2 separate regions of the Sus scrofa genome follow, and region 2 is linked to region 1. Evidence: chromatin contacts called from public promoter capture Hi-C data. All regions are on one chromosome and are shown on one strand. Each heading gives the region's core, a stretch centred on a gene start, on an enhancer-like site or on the middle of the called end of the contact. The rest is flanking DNA. Distances are from core to core; before and after follow the strand shown.

What was found. Promoter capture Hi-C pulls out the DNA fragments that hold promoters and counts their contacts.
Region 2: a contact with region 1 is called in a promoter capture Hi-C map of liver, with 7 times the contacts expected there. The contact joins the promoter of FADS1 here to the enhancer-like site in region 1. A contact is called at or near these places in 1 of 5 promoter capture datasets (liver) and 7 of 47 Hi-C or Micro-C datasets (embryonic fibroblasts, epiblast stem cells, fetal liver and 2 more).

What each region holds. Positions count from the first base shown.
Region 1 is chr2:9,689,676-9,693,600 of Sscrofa11.1, reverse strand. No RefSeq gene overlaps it. Among named protein-coding and RNA genes, the nearest start is that of FADS2, 25 kb to the right of the region's middle. Within about 2 kb of position 2,315, at least 6 of the 83 cell types and tissues checked have an H3K27ac peak or open chromatin away from gene starts, as enhancers often do. A contact at or near this core is called in fetal liver and liver, where this site is marked.
Region 2 is chr2:9,733,477-9,737,401 of Sscrofa11.1, reverse strand. It overlaps FADS1 (fatty acid desaturase 1), which reads right to left and starts at 1,977. Exons shown (of 12, transcript NM_001113041.1): 1 at 1,798-1,977. The coding sequence starts at 1,977.

The DNA.
Region 1 (3,925 bases), core at 1,066-3,565:
TAAGGGCTAAGCCGTGGGGCTACAGAGCACTAGCTGTGTGCTTAGTTCCTACTTCTCTCTCTCTCTGATTCTGCATGTGATCAAAATTGATACAATGACACCTCCTACAGAGGGCTTGTGTTTTGTTTTTTGGGTTTTTTTGTTTTTGTTTTTGTTTTTTGTCTTTCTTTAGGGCCCCACTCCTGGCATATGGAAGTTCCCAGGCTAGGGGTCCAATCAGAGCTATAGCTGCCGGCCTATACCTCAGCCACAGCAACACGGGATCTGAGCTGCATCTGTAACCCACACCCTTGCTCACAGCAAAGCCGGATCCTTAACTCACTAAGTGAGGCCAGGGACCGAACCCGCATCCTCATGGGTACGAGTGGGTTCATGACTGCTAAGCCACAACGGGAACTCCTCATATCGTGTTTTGATGGGGGGGGGGGTGAAGCGATTGTGGACGGGCTGCCCTTGGCATGTGGATGCTCTGAGAATCATTAGATCTCAGGGTGAGATTTGTGTCTTTGTGATTTGCAGGGTGTGAGGTGGTGGCCCAGGTCTTGAGGCCAGATGCCCAGGTGACGCTGGCCAAGTCCACCTGGTTTGGGTCCTCTGGGCCATCAGTTGCATGTCTGCTGCCCTCCCATGGTGTCTACAGGACAGAGGAAGAGGTATGAACGGCCAGGCACGGCCACAACCTTGCTGCAGGATGTGAGGAACTGACAGTTTCCAGGGCTCCAAGCCTGGCGGATGACCCCATGCTGGCTGCCCAGAAGCATGAAGCTGAAGCTTTGCAAAAGCGAAGAGGATGTTAGGGACCTCATTGCTCAGATAAGGACTAGAGGTTCATGGAGGGAAGGGCTCGCTCAAGGTCACACGGCAGGTGCATATCTGACTGTGGCCGCCAGAATCCCCTTTGCTGAACTCAGGTCTGGCTGAGGGTCTGCACAGGTTAGCATTGGGGAGAGGGAGAATACTCTTCCCTGGAGGCTCTGTGCCCCGAAGTAGAAGGGAGATGTCCCCAGAGATGGGAAATCTGTCACACCTTACCTCAGGAACCCTCAATCCCTTTAGTGCCACGAGGTAAATTGAGGGAACACTCAGACAAGCAAACAGTGGGGCCAGGAGGTGCTCTTTCCAGGTTGGCACTTTCTGTGCCAGGTAAGGGCAGGGACAAAGGCCCAGATACAGGGTTCATGCCCAGGGATGCGAGGGACATCTCAGGTCAAAGATTGTGTTTGTTTCCCTGGCATCATTCGGCCGCCCTCTGTGTTGTCCTCCTGGACCCCAGCGACCTTGGGAGAACCGATACGCTTGCTCTGTCTGCAGCTTTGCATTTCGAGCCACAGGAAACGGTCCAGATCTGACAGCAGCCTGGGGCCTCTCAGCAGAATCAACCACCACTGGCCTGGTCGAGAACACAGGTGGGTACCATGGAGACAAGAGACAGCCCAGCCAAGGCCTGGTTGTTGGCTCTGAAAGAGTCAACCAAGAAGCATCTGTGTCCAGAGGACTTTGACATTTTGTCTTTCCAAGGCCAAATACAACCTTGTTTATCTAGGAAACTTCCAGAATCGAAGAGGGTCTTCCTGCCCATTGTCGTCCCCTGGCCGCCCCCCAAAGCCCTAGTGCTCTGAATATTCCTGTACCAGTATTTGTTTGAATACCTATTTTCAATTATTTGGGACATATACCTAGGAGTGAATTGCTGGACCATATGGGAATTCTATGTTTAACTTAAAAAAAATTTTTTTTAACTGACATATAGTTTTTTTACAATGTTCTGTTAGTTTCAAGTGTACAGCAAAGTCATTTCACTAATTAATTGCTTTTTTTTTAAGGGCTGCACCTGCAGCATACGGAAGTTCCCAGACTAGGGGTCAAATTAGAGCTGCAGCTGCCAGCTTACACCACAGCCACAGTAACACGGGATCCAAGGCGAGTCTGTGACCTACCTTGCAGCTTATGGCCATGCTGGATCATTAACTCATTGAGCGAGGCCAGGGATGGAACCCGCATTCTCATGGATACGAGTCGGGTTTGTTGTCACTGAGCCACAGCAGGAACTCCAGTTTAGTTGTGTGTGTGTGTGTGTGTGTGTGTGTGTGTGTGTGTGTGCATGTACATATATTCTTTTTTCAGATTCTTTTCCACTATGGGTTATTAGAAGATATTTAATATAGTTCCCTGTGCTTTACAGTAGGTCCTTGTTGGTTATGTCTTATGTTTATTTATTTATTTTTTTTAGAGGTAGGAACAGGCTCGGGGAGTGAAATACAACACCCAGTGTCAAAGAGCGAGTACAGATCCTGGCCCTGGCCCCTCCTACTCTCCCATTCTCACCCACAGTGACTCCTGAGTCATTTGGACAGAATAGTGCATAAGCAGCCTGGAAGCTGGAAAATACCAGAGGCAGCGGAAAAATCATTCTGGTTCTGGTAGAGTCAGGGCTTGCTTTTTTTTTTGGCTGCCCCCAAGTCATATGGAAGTTCCTGAGCCAGAGATCAATACTGACCTATGCCACAGGTGCAAGAACGCCAGATCCTTAACCCACTGCACCAGGCTGGGGATTAAACCTCCACAGAGACAAGCTGGATCATTAACCTACTGCATCACAGCAGGAACTCCATATTTAACTTTTTAAAGAATCTCTCTCTCTCTCTTTTTTTTTTTTTTTTTTTTTTCTTTTATCTTTTTGTCTTTTCTAGGGCTGCACCTGCGGCATATGGAGGTTCCCAGGCTAGGGGTCGAATCGGAGCTGTAGCCACTGGCCTATGCCAGAGCCACAGCAACGCAGGATCCGAGCCGCGTCTGCAACGTACACCACAGCTCACGGCAATGCCAGATCGTTAACCCACTGAGCGAGGCCAGGGACCGAACCCGCAACCTCATGGTTCCTAGTGGAATTCGTTAACCGTTGATCCACAACGGGAGCTCCCCATTCATTTATTTTTGATGTTTTCCTTACTCCTAGATGTCTAGACCTACACCGCCCAATACAGTAGTCACCAACCCCACGTAGTTATTTAAATTTAGTTAAAATTAAGTAAAATTAAAGATGCCGATCCTCAGTCACATTAGCTACATTTCAAGCGCTTAGTAGCCACATGTGATGAGTAGCTCCTGTGTTTCCATCAGCCTAGGGTCCATGAGGGTGTTGGTTCCATCCCGTGCTACGGCATGGTGACACAGCCTCCTCTTCCCTCTTCTCCAGCCTTGGGGACATGTTCACTGAATCAGGCAGAAAAGGAATCACCCTTCCTATCAGCTCATTGACCCGGTCTCCAGGGAGGAGGCAAGAGTTTGACTTTTATCTCCTGGATTAATTATCAATAGGCTTTGTGGCCGAGCAACGAAGTGACATTCCCCAGGGTCACCTGGGTCCTATCCCTCGGAGAATATGGGGCAGCATCCTCTCTGGCTTCAGCCCCTTCTTGTCACCTGCCCGCTCCGATCCTTAATAGCAGTGCCGGGCTCGAATGTGGGTAAGGAGACAGTCTTTCAGTGCGGGGTCATTTGCATGTGTATTCATGCCAGCCTGCTCCTTCTTACAGGGAGGTGTTCGACCGTGCCTGCCTTTCCTCACGTAGCAAATGACCCCCAAAGCCTATTGCGCGCCAGGCACTCTGCTAAGAATAGGGTACGCAGGTGTGGGCAAAAGTTCCTGGTCCCTGCCCTCAGGAATTTTCCAGTCTATTGGGAAGTAAGGCAATGAGCCAGTAAACAAAGAGGAACAGCTGCTACGAAAGATAAAGGGCAGAAGAGGTGAAGGTGTAGCCGGAAGTGGTGGTGGTGATGGTTAGGGGAAAACTCCTCTGAGGTATGACTTTGGAAACAGACAGGGGCAGGGGGAGAGGAGGAAAATCTGGGAGCAAAGACAGCAGTTTGGGCAAAGGCCATGAAAGAGAAAAGAACTTGACTTTTCAGACTCAGAAAGCAGTCT
Region 2 (3,925 bases), core at 728-3,227, 44 kb before region 1:
CCCTGTGTCAAACTGCGTTGCTCCCCCTTCCTTCTGCGCTGCTTCCGGTGGGGCTCCATTTTTCCCCTCCCACTCTGAACACCCGCCCGCCCCAGGGTGCTAATTTTGGTTACGCAAGAAGGGGGTCCTCAAAGACTAAAGAAATGGACATCCTGAAAGTCAGACAGCCTCAGGCCCTAAAGGGGAAGCCAGCAGCGAGGAGGGAGCTAGGGCGGAGCCGGCGGCCAGTGGCACCACACATCCGGACCAATCGCGGTCCCGCCACGGCCGGCCCCGGCCCCAAATCACACTGCAGGAAGCCCCGGCGTTGGCTCTATCTACGCATGCGCTAGTCCACACCTTCGCCGCTGCCTGCATTCCCCAGTGGTCACTAGGGAGACAAGCACAAGCTCCGGCCTGCTGCGTCGGAAGGAGGGGCGGGCCCTCACCCGGTTAGGCTCCAACGCGACCTAACGGGAGCCTTAGCGGCCCGAGGCGCGCTCCGGGATGGCAGGGCGAAAGCTGGGGACAGTGTAAGGGGTCACGCCGCTAGGCAAAGGATGGGAAGAAGGATATCGGGAGAGGGGTCTCAGTGAAGCGAACGCTCCAACCTTTGGGTCCCAAGTTCTCCAACCCAGAAGGGAGATGCTAGGCGCTTTAGTTCTGAGAACAGGTTGTCTAGAGAGGGAAGTAGAATGCCGTCTGGGGTGTGCGCTGGCCCAGTGAGGCAGGATGCGGACCCCGCACTGAGCCTCCGGCCCAGGAATGCATTCAGCTGTCCGCTGCCACGAATAGCTGGAGACCCTGGTGGCCTGAAACTGAGTGACCTCCCCACAGAATTCCAGGACCAATCCGGGGCTCCTCGCTCAAGTGTACACTAATGCAGGCCCCCATTTTCAGCCCGCTGCTCTCATTCCTTCCTGTGCACGAGCAGGCACTAGCCCTTTCCGGCCAGTGGCCCCCTCCCCACCCACCCTCTCGTCTTCACCCAGTGAGTGCCAGGTGGCTTCCCATCTCAGCTGTGTCTCTCAGAGCGGTTCCCTTGTTCTTTGTCCTGCTCGCTAGTGTTGTCGGGCACACTCGTTCCAGACGCGGCTGCGGCCCCCTCCCAGCCACCAAGCCAGGTCAGGAATCCCTCTCTTCAGAGTTCCCATCCTGGCTCAGCGGAAACGAATCTGACTGGCATCCATGAGGACGCAGGTTCGATCCCTGCCTGACCTTGCTCAGTGGGTTAAGGATCCAGCGTTGCCCTGAGCTGTGGTGTAGGTCACAGACGGCTAGGATCTGGTGTTGCTATGGCCAGCGGCTACAGCTCCGATTCGACCCCTAGCCTGGGAATCTCCATCTGCTACCAGTGCGGCCTTAAAAAGACTTAAAAAAAAATCCCTCCCTTTGCCGTTGACCCCTCCTCCTTCGGTCTCGGCGGTACAGGAGGCCCCGGGGTCCCGCCTCCCCGCCCCATCCCACCCCAGCCCAGCTCCGGGGCCTGCCCACGCCTCAAAACCGCAGACTCGGGGGCCACATAGTGAGCGTACCGACCCGAGGCTCAGCCCTTTGTTTGGTATGCACGTTGCCGGCCTCCATTCCCACTCCCCAGACTCCATACTCCACTTTTCGCAGGCTCACTCCTGCCCTTGCATCCCATGCCCGCAGCACACCCCATCAATTAGCAACAGGTACGCTCCAGCGCCTCCCGGCTTTTCCTGGAATTAGTGAGTGTTCGGCCTTGACTGCCAAACTTCTTGTCTCGCGCACCGAGTGTCCGGCCCCGGGCGCCGGACCCTGCCTCCTCCCATGCCCAGGTCTGGCAGCGCTCACCGTAGCATCCTGCCCCGCGTAGTGGCTGATGACCCGGGAGCCCCCGGGGTGCCGGCGGGTGAACTTGGTGACGTTGTACACCTTCCGGTCAATCACGAGCCACTGTTCTTTGCCTCTTCCCGTGCGCTGCGCCACCTCCTCCCAGGTGAAGAAGCGCGGGGTCGACCCCTGGACCGGGTTCTCAGGGGCCATTGGGGCCAGGAGATGCCGCGCGCCAGCCGGGCTGGGGCGGTCAGGAGCGCGCACGGGACACGCGGGGCAGCGCGCGCCGGCCTCGCGTGCTCGGGGAGCCGGTCCGCTGGCGCGCACCCTGAGCCCGCGGTCCGCGCGCCGGCTTTTCAGCAACCAAGGCGGTGGGAGCTGAGCCCCGCTGCGCGCGTTCCTATTGGTCCAGCCGCGTGGCGCGGGGAGCGAGTCCCCGCCCTCCGCCGGCCCCGCGCCGGCGGCCGCGGCCGGAGGGTCGGGTTAGGCTGGCGTTGAACGGGGGCGCGCGCCACCTCGCGGGCCCGCAGCCGGGGGCGCAGAGGGATCCTGTTTCCCGACTTGGCGACTTTTGCTCCCAGGGGGCGTCGCGGGCGGAATAACGGTTCCTGTGGAGGCTCTTGGGAGCGGGCCAGGCGGCACCCAGTGCGGGGGCGCCCTGGGCTTCCAGGGTAGGCGTGGGCTCCGCCTGCGGCGAGGGGCAGAGGCCGAGCCGAGTGGGTGGGCGCAGGGCCCGCCTGGCGGCCGGGGAAGCCTGCCAGCCTCGCGAGGTTCGAGGTTGGAGGCTTCAGTGACGGCGTGGTGGACAGGAGGCTGTCCTAGGGGCCTGGTCTTTGGGCTGCTCCCCACCCCCCCGCCAGTCTCCAGACGCCCACCTGCCTGAGAGCCACCTGATGAACTCCCGCTTCCTCGCCATGCCACTCTACCAATTGTGCGGCTGGAATTAACAGTCAGAGAACCCTTGGCAGTTATCTTGTAAAGCAGAATTATGGTTTATTGGGGGTGGGGCGGGGGTGGTTAATGCTTTACTTTGCTCAGTGTAACATTTAAAATGCCCCGCAATTTTCCTATTTGCCTTTTATTGCTTGTTGGTGTTTTATTTCTGTTCTTTTTTCAATTAACTGAGATTCTTAAATAAAAGAAAGTGGCCCCGCATCTCCAGACCTCTGGGAAGCCCTGTGTGAAGAACCTGGGTCTTCTAGCTGAGGCATCGCCACTCCATCCTGGAGGCACCTGGGAGCCATAGGAGACCTTGAAGTAGAGAGATCAGGGCTCAGAGCTCTGAATTTTAGGAAGGGATGAGGAAGCACACAGAGGCTGGGGGACAGTCAAGAAACTGTTGCCTTTGCAAAGAGACTCAGTTTACATGCAAAATTTTATTTATTCAGCAAACCCTTTACAAAGCACTTACTATGTGCCTGGCCTTGTTTTTAGTGTTTTGCAAACATGTAATTTTCATAACAATCCTATGAGGTAAGGACCTCACTTACAGATGGAGAAATTGAACTGCTGAGAGGTTAAGTATTTTTGTCACACAGCCAGTAAGTGGCAGGACGGAGATTAGAACTGATCTGTGCTCTGATTGCTTAGCTCTGCTGTCTCTCCTCTGATTGTACTAGTGGAATTGCGCAGCCAAGGGAAAGGAGGCCAAACTTTATCCTGTGCACTGAGCTAGTCTTTGCCCCTTGGGGTCAGGAAACTAGAAGTATGGCTAGATATCTGGTAGAAAAGGACCTTCCTCCAACCCAAATCCCTCATTTTTTGAGTTAAGAAAATTGAGGTTCAGAATGGGGAAGGGACTTTCCAAGTTCCCACGGGGAAACCCAGATGGCCTGGCTTCCAGTTAAGATGCCAGGCCACTGCACCTTGCTCGGAAGTGATGGTCCATGCAGCTGCCCCTGTGCAGGCCAAATTTCCATTTAAAAAAAGACTTTGGGAGTTCTCTTGTAGTGCACTGGTTAAGGACCTGGCATTGTCACTGCAGCAGCTTGGGTGGCTGCTGTGGTGCAGGTTCAGTCCCTGGTCCCAGAACTTTCATATGCCCTGGGTGCAGCCAAAAAAAAAAAAAGACTTTTCCCAACAATTTAGCAGTGTATAACACAGGAGGTGGGGAGCAAGGGGCTCATGGAGGATGGACTTATGGGAT